Linked DNA regions of Mus musculus: region 2 is linked to region 1. The links are chromatin contacts, called in public HiChIP or PLAC-seq maps. All regions are on one chromosome and are shown on one strand. The core of a region is the stretch at or near the end of the contact, and the rest is flanking DNA. Distances in the headings are between cores, read along the strand shown.

Region 1 (5,266 bases), core at 1,120-3,619:
AGACACTTTCATGCACAGGGATGTCTAAAGAGCTGTCTTCCCAGGACTTGTATTACATGTGTCATGTTTAGCCATACAAGCACTCAGAGCCCACTGCTGTCATGACCTAAGACATCCCTACTACTGCTTAAGATGGCTACAGTGCTTGATATTTTCCATATGAGGTCAATTGAATTCAAGCATTACATGGAGGCTTCCACAAATATTGCAGAAGGAAGCTTAGAAAACAAGATAATGTATACCAGAGTCAAATTCCCAGTGAGAAACTCTTAAGAAGGCAGTACACATAAAGTTGAAAGAGTAGAGATGAAGACACAGTGAACACCCTCAAAACTAGAAAATCCAATATGAAACTTTTACCAAGCAAAGCTTCAGGCAACAATATGGCTAAAATGAGTACTGCAACCAGAAAAGCCAAGGGGTGGAGGTGGGGGGGGGGGGAATTTCTGCCCAAGTTATTTGGAGCTTGAATGGTGAACATGAAGTTACAGAATTTATTATGTGTTTTCTGTATTGCTTTGGCTCAGTTACTCCTTGCTGTATTTTTATCCTTTCCACGTTTTAATAGGAGCATAGACACTGGCTTACCATTTTATGTTTGGAGGATGTAATTTTCATTTTTATTTTGCAGGGCTCAGAGCTACAAGTTTACATTGAATCTCACAGTGGAACTTACACATAAACTTTTGAATGGTCATGAGAGTTTGACAACTGTGTCAATGCTTGGAGATGGGGTAAATATAAGATTGACATGAACATTTAAAAACCAGCCACACAGTGTTATGGTATGATATGAATTATTCTTCAAGGGGCCATGGAAGTATTTCTCAGGTCAGGTTTTATAGGATTACTTTTCAAAATTGACATAAATATAAGGAAACAACTAAGCTTCTAAAGTCTTATAATCCAGTACAATAAAAGTGATGTCACATTACATTTTTTCATGACTAATATTTTCTTCTTGCTAATAACTGAGAACAAAAATGACAATGCATCTTATTTAAAGAAATGAGAAAACTGAATGTTTGGTAGGTATTCAGAAAAATATCCTCTTTCTAAACACATATATTATTTCCCTCACAGTTGAAATTGTGCATGGATTATTTGAAATTCTAAGTCAATGGTTAACTACTTTTCATATTGAAAAGGTCAATGAATCTGAACCTCTCTTCAGATAAACAATGAGGTCTTTTATCCACTAGGTCTTGAATTTGTGCAGGGTCATTAATAGGGTTCGATTTGCATTCTTCTACAAGATAACATACAATTTGATCAGCTTGATTTATTGATGATTCTGTATTATTTTCCAGTGTAGACCTCTGGCTACTTTATCAAAATGAAGATGTCCAAATATGTTTGAATTTGCACCTGTAACTTCAATTTGATTCCACTAATCAATCTATTTTTATACCAATCCATTGTAGTTTTTATTACTGTACTATACTGTACTGTACAGTTTGAAATCAGAGATGGTGATAATTCCAATAGTTCTTTTATTATTCAGGATTATTTCAGTTATATTGGTTTCTTTGCTTTTTCCTATAAAGTCACATATTGTCCTTTCAATATCTGTGAAGAATTGTGTTGGATTTTCTATGGCAATTGCATTGAAGCTGTAGATTTCTTTTACTAGGGTGGCCATTTTCACTATGCTAATTCTACTGCTTATAAACATGGTAAATCTCTCTATTTTGATATCCACCTCAATTTCTTTCTTCAAAGACTTAAAGTTTTTATCATATAAGTCTTTGACTTGCTTGGATAGAGTTACCCGAAGGTATTTTATGTTATTTAAGGCTGTTGTGAAAGATGTTGTTTCATTCATTATTTCCTTAGTCCATTTGTCATTTATATATAAGTAAGCTACTGATTTTTTTTTTTTTAAATCTTGTATCCAGCCACATCAATGAAAGTATTGAACATCCACAGGAGATTCCCAGGTGAAATTTTTAGGCCCACTTATGCAAATTATCATATCATCTGTAAATAACAATACTTTAACTGCTTCCTTTCCAAATTGTATCCCCTCTATCTCCTTAAATTGTCTTATTGCTTTAGCTAGAACTCAAGTATTTTTTATTAGACATTTTCTTTATTTACACTTTAAATGTTATCCCCTTTCCTAGTTTCTAAAATCCTCTATCCTCTCCCCTGTAACCTCCCACAGCCTGAAACAGGCTGATCAAGACTTTGACCTTGCTGCCACTAAGAAGGAGACCACCTGGGGTGGAGCCTTCCTGCCTAGATGGCTCTATTGTTCTGCCACCTGCCACTGCTCCTCCAAGACACTGCTACCTACTGAGAGGCCCCTGAGATATTCTGGAGACTACACTCTATCCTGCAGTCTTCACCTGAAGCTGGTTCCAGGCACCAAGAATGGATTAGCAGGGGATGGGCCTCCCCCTCCACAGCCCCTTTATAAGCACAGATTGCTATTAAACATTGGAGCCTTGATCAGGAACCTTGACTTGGCTCCATTATTTCTCTCCACCACCTAGTTTCTGTCTTTTCAGTCCCAGTTTGCCTTCTAGGAGTAACCCCAGTCCATGTGAGCCTCGGGCCAGCTCCCAACACTCCTCACCTAGCCCTGCTCCCAAAACCACCCACTCCCACTTCTTGGCCCATGCATTCCCGTACACTGGGGCATAGAACCTTCACAGGACCAAGGGACTCTCCTCCCATTGATAACCGACTAGGCCATCCTCTGCTATTTATGCAGGTAGAGCCATGAGTCCCACCATGTGTTTTCTTTGATCGGTGATTTAGTCCCAGGTAGCTCTAGGGATACTGGTAAGTTCATGTTGTTGTTCCTCCTACCCTTTCCTACTCCTGCAAACTCCTACAGCTACTTGGGTATTTTCTCTAATGTCTTCATTGGGGACCCTATGCTCTATCCAATAGATGGTTTTAAGAATCCACTTCTGTAGTTCTCAGGCACTGGCAGAACCTCTCAGGAGACAGCTTTATCAGACTACTGTAAGCAAACCTGTTCGAATCTGCAATTGTATATGGTTTTGTTGGGCATTTATGGGATGGACCCCAGGTAGGGCAGTTTCAAGATGGTCATTCTTTCAGTCTCTGCTCCGAACATTGTCTCTGTAAATCCTTCCATGGGTATTTTGTTCCCCCTTCTAAGAAGGATCGAAGTATTCACACCTTGGTCTTCTTTCTTCTTGAGTTTCATGTGATTTGCAAATTGTGTCTTGGCTATTCTGAGCTTCTGGGCTACTATCCACTTACCAGTGAGTGCATATCATATGTGTTCTTCTGTGACTGGGTTACCTCACTTACGATGATATCTTCTAGATTCATCCATTTGCCTAAGAATTTCATAAATTTGTTGTTTTTAATAGCTGAATAGCACTCCATTGTGTAAATGTACCACATTATTTGTATCCATCCTCTGTTGAGGGGCATCTGAGTTCTTTCCAGCTTCTGGCTATTATAAATAAGGCTGATATGAACATACTGGAGCATGTGACATAATTACTAGTTGGAACATATACTGGGTACATGCTCAAGAAAGGTATTGCTGGATCTTCCGATAGTACAGTGTCTAATTTTTGAAGGAACCATCAAACTGATTTCCAGAGCATTTGTACCAACTTGCAATCCCATCAGCATTGGAGGAGTGTTCCTTTTTGTCCATATCATTGCAAGCATCTGCTGTCATGTGAGTTTTTGATCTTAGACATTCTGACTGGTTTGAGGTGGAATCTCAGGGTTGTTTTGATTTGCATTTCCCTAATAATTAAGGATATTCAACATTTTTTAATGTGCTTATCAGCCATTCAGTTTGCCTCAGTTGAGAATTCATTGTTTAGCTCTATACCCTATTTTTAATAGGGTTATTGGGTTGTCTGGAGTCTAACTTCTTGAGTATTTTGCATTTATTAGGTATTAGCCCCCTATCAATTTTAGGATTGGTAAAGATTTTTCTCAGTCTGTTGTTGGCCTTTTTTTTCTTATTGACAGTGTCTTTTGCCTTGCAGAAGCTTTGCAATTTTATGAGGTCCCATTTGTTGAATCTCAATCTTACAGCACAAGCCATTGCAGTTCTGTTCAGGAATTTATCCCCTGAGTCCATATCTTCAATGCTTTTCCTCACTTTCTCCTCTATAAGATTTAGTGTCTGTGGTTTTATGTGGAGTTCCTGGATCCACTTAGACTTGAGCTACATACCAGGAGATAAGAATGGATCACTTCTACATGGGAACAGCCAGTTGAGCCAGCATCATTTGTTAAAAATTCTGTCTTTTTTCCACTGGAATGTTTTGGCCCCTTTGTCAAAGATCAAGTGACCATAGTTGTGTGGTTTCATTTCTGGGTCTTCAATTCTATTCCACTGATCTACCTGTCTCTTGCTGAACCAGTACCATGCAGCACCAGTACCAGAGTAATTGCTCTGTAGTAAAGCTTTAGGTCAGGGATGGTGATTCCACCAGAGGTTCTTTTATCATTGAGAAGAATTTTTGCTATCCTAGGTTTTTTGTTATTCCAGATGAGTTTGCAAATTGTCCACTCTAACACAGTGAAGAATTGAGTTGGAATTTTGATGGGAATTGCATTGAATCTGTAGATTGCTTTTGGCAAGCTAGCCATTTTTACTATCTTACAGATCTTTCACTTGCTTAGTTAGAGTCACACCATGGTATTTTATATTATTTGTATCTATTTTGAAGGGTGTTGTTTCCCTCATTTCTTTTTCAGCCTGTTTATCCTTTCTTTTGGGAAAGGCCACTGATTTGTTTGAGTTAATTTCATATCCAGCTACTTCACTGAAGTTATTTATCAGGATTAGGAGTTCACTGGTAGAATTTTTGGGGTCACTTATGTATACTATCACATCATCTGCAAATAGTGACATATTAACTTCTTCCTTTCCAAATTGTATCCTTTGATCTCCTTTTGTTGTCTAATTTCTCTGGCTAGGATTTCAAGTATAATATTGAATAGGTAAAGAGAGATTGGGCAGCCTTGTCTAGTCCCTGATTTTAGTGTGATTACTTCAAGTGTCTCTCCATTTAGTTTGATGTTGGCTACTTGTTTGCTTTATGCCGCAGACCCTCTGGGCCTCTCGGCTTGTCAAGCTGACTCGACCAGAGTGCGTGGCAGCTTTATATTGCTTTTATTATATTTAGGTATGGGCCTTGAATTCCTGAACTTTCCAAGGCTTTTATCATAAATGGGTGTTGGATTTTGGCAAATGCTTTCTCAGCATCTAACAAGATGATCATGTGTTTTTTGTCTTTGAGTTTGTTTATAT
Region 2 (5,266 bases), core at 699-3,198, 200 kb after region 1:
TCTCAAAACAATACTCTTTTAACAGCTACGTGACACATAAAAGACATGTGAGTAGATGAAAACAGAAGACTACGGCTTCAAACGCATCAGTTAGAAGGTGAGAACGAGCAGATGTGCTCACATTGGCCTCACAGTAATCGAACATGCTCACCAATATTCCTCCATATTTGGACTGCTCACATTAGCAGAAATGTTTTTAAAGTGCTGAAAAAAAGAAGGTATAAAATCAACTTTTGCATATCTTAATGGTTATTCTTTTTTAAAAAATCAGATGACACCAATTTTTTTAGAAATATCCATACCCTGAAATAAACCATGTTTTTGTACGTAATAGCCTAAAAGAATATTCTGAAATGTATAGTGTTCATTGTCAAAGGTGTTTTAAGTGCAGATACTAGAACAATGTAACATAGCTTCAAGTAGAAATACACACACACACACACACTCTGGAGACTAGGTCTCAGATAGGAGAATTATTGATCCTCTCAACCTACCTTAAAAATAGCTACTTCCTAAAATCCATAAAAGAGAAAAGAGGAAGGAAACATTTTTTGGAATGACACTGACTTTTTCTTTTATTGAAAATATTTTTTCACATAGATGTCCTGATAATAATTTCCATTTCCTCTCCTACACAAATCCATAACCTTGGTTACAAAACAAACGGGTATATATAAATAATATTAAAATAAGGTAAAGTAAAAACAGGCAAATTGGAATAGAACAAAACAAACAAACAATCAGAAGAAAAGAGCCAAAGAAAAGTATAAGAAACACATGTGGATACACACACAAACACACACACACATTATCACACACGGAAATCTAAGTAAAACACAGACCAAAAACCATAACATAAGCAAAAGCCCTATAAGGTTAAAAAAAAAAAAAAAGGAGGGACTGAAGGAAAATGGGAGAAAGGAGAGAGAGAGAGAGGGAGAGAGGCAAGGAAGGAAGAAAAGAAGGAAGAAGGAAGGAAGGAAGGGAGGGAGGGAGGGAGGGAGGGAGGGAGGGAGGGAAGGAAGGAAGGAAGGAAGGAAGGAAGGAAGGAAGGAAGGAAGGAAGGAAGGAAGGAAGGAAGGAAGGATTGGTCTATGATTTTCTTTGTTAGGCTTTTTGGTGGTTTAGGGGTCAGGGGACTTGCTTCCTCATAAATAGAATTGGGCAATGTTTCTCGTGTTTTTATTTTGTGGACTAATTTAAGGCGTATTGACAATAACTCTTCTTTGAAAGTCTGATACAATTCTGAGTTAAAGCCAACTCCCAATCTGTTCTTGCTTGCTTGCTTGCTTGCTTGCTTGCTTGCTTGCTTGCTTGCTTGCTTGCTTTTACATTTATTTCTTGCTGGTTTGTTTTCTTGGTTTGTTGTTGTTGTTGCTGTTGTTGTTGTTGTTGTTGTTGTTGTTTGAGGGGTGGTGAAGAATTTTAATTACTGCTTCTATTTCATTAGGGGTTATAGGTTTAAGTTGCTTATATGATTTTAACTTAACTTAGGTAGATGGTATATATCCAGAAAATTATCTTTTTTTTTGTCTATTTGTTTCTTTTGTTTTGTTTTATTAGATATTTTCTTTATTTACATTTCAAATGTTATCCCTGTTCCTGGTTTCCCCTCCAAAAATCCCCTCCCCTATCCCCTCCCCCAGCCCCCTGCTCACCAACCCACCCACTCCTGCTTTCTGGCCCTGGCATTCCTCTACACTGGGAACTTGACCTAGAGCTGAACCCAAGCTGAACCCAAGTACCAGGAAGGACATCATGGTTTGTCCTTGGCCACACCCTAGCTACTTATTAGCAACAGCCAATCAAAGATTAGTCTGATCATTTCAGATGTACTTTCAGACCATTTATAATGGTTCATGGTTTTGCTTCAGAGCCCTCACCTGTCAGCTTACAATAGTCACACAATTAGATGCTTGACAGGATGAAATCCCTCCTTAATTGCCATTTCCTATAAAGCTTTGTCCTGCTAAGAGCTCCACCTTCCTGTCCTGCTGCATTACTGATGTGGTGTGGCCCAAGCTCTAGCTTGGAAATAAAATACCATAGTGCTATTACATCTACACTGAAGTCAGCTCCTGGGTGGTCATTTGGGGTTAATGAACACTTCCTGGCACAACAACTAATGAGATGGCTGTGCTCAGGAACTGTCTCCTAACAATCCACATTTTAAGATATTCCAATTTGGTGGAGTAGAAGTTTTTAAAGTATGCTTTTATGATTTTCTAGATTTCCTTGGCATCTGTTTTTATGTCCCCCATTTTCATCTCTAATTTTGTTGATTTGGATTTTCTCTCTCTGCCTTTTAGTTAAATTGGATAAGTGTTGGTCAAAGTACCAACTCTTTGTTTCATTGATTCTTTGTATTTTTTTTTCTATTTCATCCCTGAGTTTAATTATTTATTTTCATCTACTCTTTTTGAGGGTTACTTTTTCTTTTGTTCTAGAGGTTTCAGGTGTATCATTAAGTTACTAATATGAGATTTCTCCAATATTGTTATGTGGACACTCACAGCTGTGAACTTGCCTCTCAGAAGCCCCTACACTGTATTCCATAAGTTTAGGTCTGCTGCATTTGAATTTCATTCAATTCAACATTTTCAATTTCTCTCTTCATTTCCATCTTGACCCATTTTTCATTCAGTTGTGTGTTGTTCAACTTCCCCAAATTTGTAAGCTTTCTTTTGTTTCTGTTGTTATTGACATCCAGCCTTAATCCATTGTGGTCAAAAAGGAAACTGGGTGTTATCTAAATTTTCTTGTATTTGTTGAGACTTGTTTAGTGTCCAGGTATATAGTCAATTTTGGAGAAAGTTCTATGTGCTCTGAGAAGAAGGTATATTCTTTTGTGTCTGGGTGAAATGTTCTCTAAATATCTATTAGTTCCATTTGGTTTATGGTGCCATTTAGTGCTAGAATTTCTTAGTTTAATTTTTGTCTGGATGTTCTATCTATTGGCAAGAGTAGGGTATTGAAGTCAGCCATTATTATTGTGTAAGGGTCATTGTATAATTTTATCTGTAGTAATGTTTCTTGTATGAATGCTTACGTCCTTTTGCTTGGTGCATAGATATTTAGGTTTGTCATATCCTCTTGGTAGAATTTTTCTTTTGATGAGTATACAGTTTCCTTATCTGTCTCTTCATCTATTTTGTTAGCTGCTAAAATGGCTACACCAGTTTGCTTCTTGGGTACATTTACTTGGAATATCTGTTTCTAGGCTGTTACTGTAAGGTGATGTCTGTTCTTGATATTAAGGTGTGTTTCTAGGATGCAGCAGAAAAATGAATTTTTTCATATGCAATTTCTTTGTCTGAGTCCTTTTGGGGAGATTGAGATTACTTACTAGTAGAGTTATCAATAAATAGGATTTTGATATCCCTATTTTGATATCCCTTATTTTGTTGTGATGGTATGATTTTTTTTTTTTTTTTGATTTGCAGATCATAGGGTTTTTGGGGTTCTGTTTTGGTTTTCTATGTGTTTTCTTGAGTGTGGTTAACCACTCTGGTTAAAGTTATCCTTCTATCCTATTATGTAGATTTGCATTTGTAAATAGATACTACTTGAATTTTGTTTTACCATGATGTCTCTCTCTATTACAATTTTTGCTAGAAATAGTGTCCAGGGCAGGCATCTGTGACCTTTCAGAATTTCTAAAACATTCATCCAAAGTCTTGAGGCTCTTAGAGTCTCCAATGAAAAATCATATGCTATTATTTTAACACGCCTGCCTTTATATGTTACTTGTTCTTTTCCCTTGCAGCTTTTAGAATTATCTTTGTTCTGTATGTTCAGTGTTTTGATTGTTATGCATCAAAGGGACTTTCTTTCTGCTCCAGTCTGTTTAATGTCTGTATGCTGCCTGTATCTTGATAAGCACGTCCTTCTTCTTTAGATTAAGGAAATTTTCTTCTAGAATTTTGAAATTTTGCATGTTTTTGACCCAGATCTCTTCTCTCTCCTCTGTTCCTATTATTCATAGATTTGGTCTTTTAATAGTTTTCCTGATTCTCTACTCCACAGGAGGGAGTTCATGTTAGCCTCACAGGGGCTGGGGATAAAACTGAGGAATTGGAATTGGAGGACAGGAAAGACAGTGAAGACTGCCCACCTGATTCTAACTCTTAAACACTTTACACAAAGTAAAGCACCATTTTGAAAAATTAAAAGACTTTTTTTAAGGTCTGTGGTAGTAAAATCCTTAACAAAATAGTAAGAGTATTACAAGGAAAATAGTCGCTTCTGGTGATTGTTTGTTGGAATTTTTTTAAAACAATATTAACCATGAGATGACAGAACAGTGACTGCAGTGCTTTGCTGCGTGTTTCCTAATCTCTGGACTGCTTCACACAACCTGCAGAGGACCCACCTTTAGAAATGGCATAGCTGTCTAGACTGGATACAGAGAAAATTCAGCCACACAAGAGCTTGTATTAAGAAGTTTATGAGATTCACAAAAAATGTGCATTATTGTTTATGTTAGAGTCTTGCATATTTCAGGAAATACTTCAACACTGAAAGAAATTAAATCTCATGAATTTAGTAACACTATCAATGTCGTACATTTCACCAGTTTACACTTAAAATTCTAGGGTCCCAATTCATGTTCTCTCTTTAGTTTGCTAAAGATGTGTCTCCAGGGTCACAGAGCAGCTGAATCTAAAAGAAGATGGGGACTGGGTAGCATGTGAGCAGTGGACAGTTATGAGCTCACAGAAACTGGAGCAGAAAAAAGCAATGCATATTTTCACACATAGCAAAAGTATTTTTGTTTTAATAAAGTCCTAATTCTGGGCTAAGGAAGCAAGAGATTTAATAGGGCCTCCAGATGCTATTTGTGACATTACATATTTAAATGACATTCAACATGATTATGTTAAATCCAGAAACTACTGATCAAGATTGAAGATGATTCGAATTTTTTCCTTTTTGCCACTCTACCAACTCATTCAGTTGTGGACCATTGGTTTTGATTCAAATCATAACTTGGGAGTTCTAGAGATAAGAGGGAGCAAGGGAGAGCTTACTTTTTATTGCCCCTGAAAGATCTTTTGTTAATAGAAAATATCTGACAGAAAGAAATTTTACTGAAGAAAAAATATAATGATTTTTTGTTGTTTTTTGTTTTTTATTTTGTTCTGTTCTCTTGATTTTTTTAACATAACTACCCATTTAAATGCAACTGCCTAAAATGTTCATCATAGAAATATACTGATATCTTTCCAGTAAATTTACATATATTTAAGCAAATAAAGGGAGACAA

The links. HiChIP or PLAC-seq counts read pairs in DNA pulled down with a chosen protein or histone mark.
Region 2: a contact with region 1 is called in an H3K27ac HiChIP or PLAC-seq map of embryonic stem cells, with 5 times the contacts expected there. The contact joins two enhancer-like sites. A contact is called at or near these places in 1 of 115 datasets of contacts at active chromatin or transcription factors (embryonic stem cells) and 2 of 9 other capture datasets (embryonic stem cells and liver).

Annotation. Positions count from the first base shown.
Region 1 is chr4:19,135,497-19,140,762 of GRCm38.p6, forward strand. Gm42258 (a long non-coding RNA gene) reads left to right here. Exons shown (of 5, transcript XR_881142.1): 3 at 632-734; 4 at 1,899-1,940; 5 at 2,168-2,236. Among named protein-coding and RNA genes, the nearest start is that of Gm42258, 15 kb to the left of the region's middle. Within about 2 kb of position 2,370, at least 8 of the 459 cell types and tissues checked have an H3K27ac peak or open chromatin away from gene starts, as enhancers often do. A contact at or near this core is called in embryonic stem cells, where this site is marked.
Region 2 is chr4:19,333,718-19,338,983 of GRCm38.p6, forward strand. The region is part of intron 3 of Cngb3 (cyclic nucleotide gated channel beta 3); the gene reads left to right. Among named protein-coding and RNA genes, the nearest start is that of Cngb3, 56 kb to the left of the region's middle. Within about 2 kb of position 1,949, at least 2 of the 459 cell types and tissues checked have an H3K27ac peak or open chromatin away from gene starts, as enhancers often do. A contact at or near this core is called in embryonic stem cells, where this site is marked.